Regions from separate parts of the Mus musculus genome. Here all the other regions are linked to region 1. The links are chromatin contacts, called in public HiChIP or PLAC-seq maps. All regions are on one chromosome and are shown on one strand. Each heading gives the region's core, a stretch centred on a gene start, on an enhancer-like site or on the middle of the called end of the contact. The rest is flanking DNA. Distances are from core to core; before and after follow the strand shown.

Region 1 (2,954 bases), core at 237-2,736:
GCCATCAACTGCTGATTCTCAAAAAAAGACATTTCACCAAGTGGAGAAAGGGCGTCTGAAGATCAGGCCCAGTGGGCTCTTACAGTACCTCCTTTTCACTATGTCAGGCTTCCTAGTGGCTAACCCTGGGCCCTCCCAACTGTGGGTCTGACCCGTGTGTTAGTGGCTGATGAAACAAATTTAGCTGTTTCAGTACATCAATGACTTTAAACGAGAAAAGTAACAAGATACTGCCAGAGTAAAATGGACATTTCAGAAACCCTTTAAAAAAAGAAAAATCAGTCAATATGTCAGTATGAATGTTTTGGAAAGCAATGGAGCATGCATATCTAAGCGATTAGGTCAAATTGTTATCGAAAATGTCTGCCTTTTTTTTTTTTTTTTTTCTGTTTTAGAACAAAGACTTTTTCACTGGGCCTGGTGGCACAAGCCTGCAATCTCAGCCACTCGAAAGGCTGAGGCAAGCAAAGAAAAGTTCAAGGCCATCCTGGCTAATTTAAGAGCTTGGCTCAAAATCAAAAGTAGGCTTGGGGTGCAGCTGCGAGGTAAAGTACTTGCCTAGCGTGATCTCCTACAGCCCCGACACCCACCCTTCCCCGCCATGCTAGTTTTGCTGTGTCAGCTGCTCTTGGTTTAATTATAACCACTGGAACTCCAGATATTTGGATACTAAGAGTAAGAGGAGCAAGGCAGCAGGCAAGCGCCACAGGCCTTTCTTACGGCTCTGTAACCCGTTGATCAAGGCACTGCTGGGCAGGGGAAATCTCAAGGCCTTAGAACTCTGCTAGGTCCTGGCCTCTTCCATTTCTAAAATGACCGCGCCAAGCCCAAATGTCTGCAGACCATACTATTCCCCATCGTTGTTCAGATTGGCCTGGACCGGGGGCAAGATGGTTGCTAGGCCTGGAGGAGGGGGAGGGGCAGGCCGGGGGTCCCCAGGGCGGGCTGGCGCGGTGCTCACCCGGAAGTCTTGCGCAGTGTCCTTGATGGGCTGCACACGATGCTCTTGGTGCCGGGCGTCGGCCTGGCAAGCACAGCACAGCAGCTCCTTGTCCTCCAGGCAGAAGAGCGTGAGCGGGGCACGGTGCGCACGGCAGGGGCGCGGGGACCGGCGACCGGTCCAGCGCGCGCCCTCAGCCTCCTCGCGCAGCAAGGTCTCCACCAGGTTGTTGAGCGTGTGGTTGGTGCGCAGCTCCCCGGGCACCGCTCGTTCCTTGCACACCGGACACGAGGGCGTCGTCTGCACCTCCCAGCAGCCGCTCACGCACCGGCGGCAGAAGTTGTGGCCACAGCGCAGAGTTACTGCGTCGCGGAACGGGTCGTAGCACACGGCACACAGCAGCTCCTCTTTGAAGGAGCGCGAAGGCCCCGGGGACACAGAAGGGCCCGGCTCCATCGCAGGAGCAGCCGCCGTCACCACCACCGGTGTCGCCGCCTTCATGCCTAGCCTGCGGGCGTTGTCCCTGCTGAAGATCTGGGAGCTTAAGGCGGCTCCAACCAATCACGGATGGGCTTTGAGGGCGTGGACCCTCCCACTTCCGTCTTGCGCGGGGTCTCCCAGAGGAGGTGTGGTCCGCGATCTCCGTTAGCTCCAAGGCGGAAGGATCTGTCGTCCCACTGCAGTGTCGGGTTTCCGTTGTCAAATAGGAAGTGAAGCCACGGGCCGCCATCCTTAAGCAATTCCCGCTATCTCAGACTCCTGGTATAGATGGGAAGGGATGTCCATGGCTTAACTCCTGAGCTCCCTAGGTGGGGTCTGAACCTGGGCCCAAAGCAGTAGGGGGGGGGGAGGTCATGCAGCACTGGGAATGGTTTCTCAAAACCCTCACATAGGTCGTCCGCTGACTTTGGTCGGGCTTACTGCCACCTCGAGGTAGCGGGAAGACCTGAGGAGTTGAGATTCCCGGCTTGTGGTTGGATAAATGAGTTCCAGTGTAAAATGGTGGTTTCCGTGAAAAGGACGTGTGAGAACGAAATTAATAGGGAAGCATGCTCGTGGCATCTTCATTAAAGTCAGGGTGAGAAAGTCGTGATGAACATGCTTGTAATCTCAGCATTTGGGAGGCTGGGGCAGGAGGATCAAGAGTTTGAGACCAGCCTGGGTTACACAGGGACACTTAAAAAAAAAAAAAAAATCCACTTTGGATTCTGGCAAGAAAGGCAGTCTGAATGTTCCCAGCTGCCCATTCCTAGTTGATATTTGTAACCTTCCGCTGCTGTCTTACCCCAACATACACACTAATTCAGCAAGGCACTGCAGATTTGCAAATTCCTTGGGATCATATGAAACAATTTTTAAAAAATGCACTAGATAAACAATTACAAAAGGCAGTGTGTTTGGGTCTCTTTCCTATTCCTCTTGCCAGAACCACAGACGGGATGGTTTATAAAGAATAGAGGTTCCAGAGGCAGGGATATTCAAGAACTGTGTGCCAGCCTTCCTGCTGCATCTTGATGCGATAGAGAGAGTCACATGCCCAGACAGACAAGCCTGCCTGCTCAGATCTCACTTCTTCCTGTAAAGCCACTGGTGGTGTTTATGGAAAGTCCATGCTGGTAAGTTTTGTCAACTTGACGCAAGCTGGAGTCATTTGGAAAGAGGAAACCTGAAGGGAGAAAACATCTTATGGAAGAAACCATCCATAAGATGGTTCTGTAGGAGGCTTGATTGATTTGGGAAGGCCTAGTCCCCTGTGGGCTATGTCCCTCCCCCCATGCACTCCCTCAACCCCCCCCCCCCCAGGGCAGGTGCTTGTATAAAGAAGCAATCTGAGCAAGCCATGAGGAGCCACCTGTTAAGCAGTACCCCCTCCATGGTGGCCTCTTCAGTTCCTGCTTCCAGGTTCCTGCTTTGAGTTTCCCTGCCTTGGCATCCCTCAACAGACCATGACCCAGAGGTCTTTTGGCCATGGTTTCTTTCACAGGAATAGAGCTAACAAGGACTGGGCTCTGCC
Region 2 (3,231 bases), core at 395-2,894, 290 kb after region 1:
AAGAGCAGTCGGCGCTCTTAACCACTGAGCCATCTCTCCAGCCCCCTAATTTCTATTTAAAGAAAATCTTTCTTACCTCCTCCGAGGGTCATCGTCGGCCTCACATTTCAGTGCCGTGGTGACTCCCCTGCTGGCTTTACAACAGTCAGGGACAAAACAATCAAGGTTACAGTAAGAATGAAACTCAACCGGATTTATTGTAACCAGCACTGGACCAGGACTTCAAGAGTCTGGCCCAGGTCCTTCTCCTTTAGCCATATTTAAGCACCGCAGAATTACTGAGGGGAAGTGTTCAGATAACAATTAACTCAGCTCCGTGAAGGCCACAAAGCTTAAAACAGGTTTACATTGAAGCTCTTGGCTAAGTACCTATGGCTTCATCTGTAAGATGGTTTCTTGCTGAAACAATGTTCGAGATAATGGTCTAGGGATCTTGACTAAGGTAAACATAGCATCTGTGGGAGCTAAGGTTGGCCTGGCCCTAAGATCACACAGAAGTCACTTACACTGTTGTGAATGAAACGCAAGAGACATCAATCATAACATTTAGGAGGAAAGGGTCTGGAATAAGTAAAAGCAGTAAGCCTGGAAGATATGACAGAGTCTGCCTCATCAGACAGCAAAGAATCACCAGACTGTAAAACTACATCACTCCAGCCATTCCAGGAAGAGCAGCCATGCACCTCATACCATGGACCAGATTCACTGCCAGAAACTTTCCTGATTTCTCCACCCTGCTTATCTGTGTGCACAAGGCCTTTTTGTTTTCTACACCAGAGCTTATTTAGTTCTCATGGGTCCTTGGACTCCAGGGCACAGCCTCACCTTCACAGATAACCACCCTCTTTTGGAAGGTGGTCCCTACTCTGAGGTTTTGTTATTCTTAGAATCCATGGTAGCCAGGCGTGGTGGAACCTGCCTTAAATCCCAGCACTTGGGAGGCAGAGGCAGGCAGATCTGTGAGTTCAAGGCCAGCCTGGGCTAAGGTGTGAGTTCCAGGATAACAGGGCTACACAGAGCAACCCTGTCTGGAAAAAAACAAGCAAGCAAACAAACAAACATATCCAAAGTGACTCTATGGGAAATGACTTATTTCCATGCCTTCAGGGGAGGAGACACAAAATGAAGATAGCGGTGTCAGGCTCCCACCCTGCTTTTAGGTACCTTGTAGACCCAAGTGAAGAGTCTGGGTTTTTTGTTTTTGTTTTTGTTTTTTTTTTTTTTTTAACCAAAACAGCCTCCACCTGACTGCTTCAGTAGAATACCGGGTACTGATTCTGAATGGCACTAGACTATACTCAGCTGTCCCTTCCCACAATCACCAAACATAGTGGGGGGTGGGGGGCAGTGTTTGGATGGCTCAGTACAAGAGCTGCATGGGTACCTGGCTTTAAAGCGGCCAAAGTCAGACGCGTAGGCAGCTAGCCTAGGTCTGAGCCTGACAGTGGTGTTTGGCTCTGGACTCCCAAGGTTGGGCTCAGAGCTCCAGCAGTGGGTTTCAGGGGCACAGATGCTGCTGTTTAACCTACACCTCCCGAGCTTCCTTGGAGCTCGCAGACAGAGGGCAGGGGGCGGGACCCAGCTGCTGTTTACAGATTGCCTGGGTCTTGCAGGGGGAGGAGCCTGTTCAACACCGGTTTCCTGCCTTTCTTGGTACCTGTGGCTAAACTTCCAGTCCCGTTCTGCCTGAGGTAACCCAGAGCCGAGGTTGCCTGACCACTGCATCTGCTGCTGCCCAGGGCTTTGTTCAACTTCCTGTGGGAACGCTTCAAGTCAAGTCGTCTGACCCTGTTGATCGCTGGAATCATGGTAGGAATGATAGGGGGTCTGTGAGACCGCCAGTAGATACAGCCGGCTGTGTCCAGGCTGCATCTGTGAGCCAAGTGAGGGAAGGTAAAGTCAGACCAAGGCTGGGGCCATCAGAGGGGCCACTGGGGATCCCCCAAGTGAACTTGGGGAACGGTTGGGGTGTTAGAAGAGATATGAAAGTGGAAGGCTTGGGCTGACCTCTTAATGCCTTCACTGGGCTTCTGTGTGAACTTAGGGAAGACCCTGACTGCTCTGAGCCTTAATTTTGACAGCTAAAAGAAGACTAATGTCCTGTTTCGTGACATTATTGTAAGATCTAATAAGCCAGGACACACAGAAGACCCACCGTATCTGGCTGGCTATACAGTGGTGTGCAGAAAACATGATTCTGATTCCCAGGCTAGAGGCTAAGATGCTACCACCATGGAACACCTAAGGGATACCCCTTCCCTGCCAGGGAAGTCAGACCCCAGCCCTTGCCTCCAGCGCCTTCTCCTCCAGCCCTTTCTCAGACCGCCCTACTTATCTGCTGGGCCATCCATAATGCGCACCTGGAGCAGGAATTGACCCGAGTCCTGGCTTATCAGGATTTGTCCTTGTCTTTGATCCCATCTATCGCTTTGGCCTTCAGAATGGGCAGAATTCCCACCATTCTGACCTGGAGTGATCAAAGATAGCATTAGGATGCTGGGTGTGGGCTGCCAGCTTCTGAGCAGCCGGTGCTGTTTGATCTTCCTAGTGGCCCTTGACCTAAGAACCATAGTAGCCAAAGGGAGCTGGGGCTCTCTGTGCTGTGGCCATGTCCTCTCCTCTTTGTGTCTACGGGGTTTGGGGTTGGTGATGTGACATACAGAGAGGACAGTGACTGCTTGCCTACTGAGACCTGGCTTTCTTCCTGGTATAGGTCCATGGGTACAAAGGGGTCCAGTTCCAAAACTGGGCGAAGACCTATGGCTGCAGTCCAGAGATGTACTACCAGCCCACATCAGTGGGGGAGGTCAGAGAGGTAGGTGCCCATGAACACCACATGGGCTGCCCGGCCTGCAGCCACAACCCTCGCTCTGGAAGACGCTGGATGTGAGGCTTCCTGCTGGCCTGGTTGGGTAAAGGCAAGGCTCTTCTTCCTGCTTTCCCCAGCTCCAGGTCTGCTCCGCAGCCTGTTGTAATGTTCTATGCCCACTTCAAGCCTATACAGCAGTATACCAGGGGCAGCCATGTCTACACTCACCTCTCCAACCTGACCTCTGTAATAAACTCCATGCACACATACACACGTGTGCATATATTTGTGCGTGCTTGGGCACAGGCAGATGTGCTAGCATACATGCCTGTAGACCTATGCACGTGCACACCCATGTACACACCTAGGTGCATATGCATACATATACACATGCACAAACACCTATGCACAGGTACACATAC
Region 3 (3,207 bases), core at 258-2,757, 480 kb before region 1:
AACATTCCACTGAGCCATTGGGTTCTCATGGGCCTGCCATTTCTTGGGATGAATCAGTTCTTCATTAGACCAAAGTATACCATTCAGGGCATGAGCTCATCATTACACTTGCATCACGTAAACACATGGATATTCATACTAACGAAGTACTTGCATACAGAAAGTGTAGTCGTGAGGTTAAATTCGTGACTCCTTTTTGTGGGAGAGGTCAAGACCAATTAACAACAACCAGATAACTGCTAATCTCCCCAGGGAGAAGTCCCATGATTCATGTCCAATGTTGGTCTTTGCGTTGAGGGATTAAACAGGGATGGTAATTAGACCAGCTTCCGTGGACAGAGTTCCCATTAATGGATGGATGTCTGCTCAGACCTTCCTGACCACCAGAGCCTCTGCTGTGGAGGAAACCCAGTCACGTGCATGCATGTCTCCACATCGATCAATAGTCACAGATCCACCTTCATATCTGGTCGCTAATCCTCAATCCTGTTCTCTCCAACTCCCTGACCAACTGCTGGGACATTATCTCCTCTACCAAAATCAGTTGAAGTCTCTGCCTCTGACTACCTCTTCTTAGAAGACAGACAATGTGTTGATTGAAGGTTTTCTCTGTCCTTCAGAGCACCATGAAGTGGGCTATTAGCCCATTTCCCGTTCCTGTTTTGCTTGGAACCACCCACCGGCAGGGCCAGAGTCCATTTCTCCCTTTAGTCAACGGCTGAGAAGGAATCCCCACTACGTGGCTGTGCTCACTTGCATTTACTAACTTGAAACAAACTAAAGACACCCAGCAAGAGAAAGCCTCAACTAAGAAGCTGCCTCCATCAGATTGGCCTGTAGGCAAGGTGTTTTTTTCATTACTAATGGATGTGGGAGGGCCCAGACCACTGTAGTCTGTGCTACCTTTGGGTAGGGGGTCCTGGATTGCATAAAAGAAATCGGAGTCAACTACAAAGAACACATCAATAAGCAGCACTCCTCCCTGGCCTTGGCTTTAGTGCCTGTCTCCAAGTTACTGTCCTGAGTTTCTGCCCTGATTTCCCTCAGTGATAGACTGTAAGCTGCAAGCCATGGTGTTCCTCAGAAAGATAGGAAATAGACTAGGCTAGTTTTATAGGTTGGCTTGAGTCAGGGAATGCGAAGATGAGGGTGGGGTGTTGGCCAGCCCGAGGCATCTGCATGGGTGTGTTGTGTCTTTGAAGCTGCTCAGCTTGGATTCAGTCTACCATTAGTACATACACACATACATCCCAGAACTTAAAATTCCTAGCCCTGGGAGGTACTGTGTCCTACCACGTCCCATTCAAAATGGCAGCTCAGGCCACACAGAGCCCCAGGATGTGTCATGGCCAGGGGGTTCAGTCTTTAGCAGGCCCAGTTGTAAGCTGGGAGCCATTTCTGAAGTGGGAAATGTTTGGCTGACAGCGAGAACAGTGCTCTGATCCGAAGCTTCCCAGCCCTGCAGGATGCTGCCGCCACTGAAGCATGTCGGAGTCTTCACACAATCCTGCTGGTTTCCATGGAGATTTCATGCATCATGGACATTCTGGGTCATAAGGCCCAAGCGACAGAACAGTTTGCTTTGGGGGTCTTAGCTTGCCACAGTCACTTCCTTATCCCCAGTCCCCATTTAGTTGAGTAAATGGGTCAGAACTGCACATTTCATTTTATTTTGGTTATCATGTAGCTCAAGCTGGCCTTGAACGTGCAGTGAAGCTGCGGATGATGTCTGCGCTGTGCCACTTGGGACATGGTACAGTTTGAGGTTTGCTGTCCGAGCAGAGCAAGGATGTTGGGCTCAATCTTTCCTACAACAGCAGCTCTTGCTGTGTGTGCCAGAGAGCCAGTGTGGAATTCTGTCATTGTGTCGCAACATTCTAATTGTTTATTCGGGGCATGGAGAAGAAATGGGTAAGGAGCAGTCATTTTCCTTGTACCATTTGGGCTCACTGTACTCTGGACTTGAGTTGAAACTGCATTTGTTAGTTGATTGACACAGCCCCCTTCCCCTGTGAAGGTTATTAGATCACAAAAACTATTTGGGTCCTTAGGAATCAGATGGATTCTCAGGTGGTATCTGATGTTCCCCTAAAGGTCCAGGCATTCCCCTAGGTGGTTGGTCTCATGCCCAAGTTTATTGGATTTGAAATCAATTAAGAGACACAGGACTGGGTAGATCTGTGAGGCCATTTTCAGAGTGGACTGACTGTGGGGAGCCCCTACTCCAGAATGGGTGGCACTTTCTGACAGTAGTCAGACACATAGGAATTCAAAGGGAAGGAAGCATTGTTGCTTTGTCTGCTTAAGTTCACGTCTTGCTATTGGCTCATCTGCTCTGTTGTTACTGCTGCTACCACGCTGACATTGGGACCAAGATTCCTGGGTCTTCCAAAGGTATGAATGTATGTATGTATGTATGTATGTATGTATGTATGTATGTATGTATGTATACCAGAGGCATGCAGTGCCTGAAGAGGCCAGAAGAGGGTTCTGCATCCTCTGGAACTGGAGTTGCAGTGTCTGCAGTCAGACTCTTCATGGTTGCTTCTCTTCGTGCTCCCCATTGTTCCCAGTAATCCTCACACCACACCAACCATAGCCTCCCAAGAATGGAGCACAGCTCCATACAGAGCTGTGGTAATTCTGCTTGTCCACAAGATAAGCCAGTAGGGATTTACGAGTGTTTGGATGTTCTGGAGTGGTAAGCATTTGTGTATAAAATCTATCCTTTAGTGGAGATAGCAGGGCTGGGGGCCTTAACTGATGTCTGCCAGGCTGGTGGCTGATGGTTAATCAGATGGCACACACACACTTCTAGTTTATTATGGTAGGCACTTCACCTTTCTAAATTTGATTTCCAGCAGTAGCCTTCTAGGAAGAGGGAGTCCTTCCCATGGTGACGTCTGAGGACTAGGGTGCGACCTCCTTGCTTGACTCTCTTGTCCTTGAGCACATCTTGGGTTTCTCTAGGGACTCACTTCAGTTAAGACTGGTGGGCAAAGAAAATATGCCAGTGTCTTCATCTGAGAAACCACAAAAATTGGAAGGGGTGTGTGTGTGTGTGTGTGTGTGTGTGTGTGTGTGTGCATGCATGTGCACCATGGTTTGCATGTGGGGGACAGGAGACAATCTTGGATGTTGGCCCCTTGGCTTGTACCATGTTTAAGACAGGGTCTCTTGTCCCAGTCCTGGAAGATCTGCTGCTTT

The links. HiChIP or PLAC-seq counts read pairs in DNA pulled down with a chosen protein or histone mark.
Region 2: an H3K27ac HiChIP or PLAC-seq map of embryonic stem cells shows a contact between it and region 1, with 2.1 times the contacts expected there. The contact joins the promoter of Gulo here to the promoter of Trim35 in region 1. A contact is called at or near these places in 3 of 484 Hi-C or Micro-C datasets (epidermal suprabasal cells, nephron progenitors and trophoblast stem cells), 2 of 115 datasets of contacts at active chromatin or transcription factors (both in embryonic stem cells) and 1 of 9 other capture datasets (adipose tissue).
Region 3: an H3K4me3 HiChIP or PLAC-seq map of forebrain shows a contact between it and region 1, with 8 times the contacts expected there. The contact joins the enhancer-like site here to the promoter of Trim35 in region 1. A contact is called at or near these places in 5 of 39 promoter capture datasets (the 3T3-L1 cell line, cranial neural crest, frontonasal cranial neural crest and 2 more), 1 of 15 datasets of contacts at CTCF or cohesin (large pre-B cells), 22 of 484 Hi-C or Micro-C datasets (B cells, the Ba/F3 cell line, the G1E-ER4 cell line and 15 more), 21 of 115 datasets of contacts at active chromatin or transcription factors (bone marrow-derived macrophages, cardiomyocytes, craniofacial prominence and 12 more) and 1 of 9 other capture datasets (embryonic stem cells).

Annotation. Positions count from the first base shown.
Region 1 is chr14:66,295,557-66,298,510 of GRCm38.p6, reverse strand. It overlaps Trim35 (tripartite motif-containing 35), which reads right to left and starts at 1,486. Exons shown (of 6, transcript NM_029979.3): 1 at 962-1,486. The coding sequence starts at 1,441. 1700001G11Rik (RIKEN cDNA 1700001G11 gene) reads left to right here and starts at 1,382. Exons shown (of 3, transcript NR_038077.1): 1 at 1,382-1,702; 2 at 2,367-2,556; 3 at 2,925-2,954.
Region 2 is chr14:66,007,623-66,010,853 of GRCm38.p6, reverse strand. It overlaps Gulo (gulonolactone (L-) oxidase), which reads left to right and starts at 1,644. Exons shown (of 12, transcript NM_178747.3): 1 at 1,644-1,809; 2 at 2,714-2,815. The coding sequence starts at 1,807.
Region 3 is chr14:66,777,636-66,780,842 of GRCm38.p6, reverse strand. No RefSeq gene overlaps it. Among named protein-coding and RNA genes, the nearest start is that of Gm5464, 90 kb to the left of the region's middle. Within about 2 kb of position 1,507, at least 4 of the 459 cell types and tissues checked have an H3K27ac peak or open chromatin away from gene starts, as enhancers often do.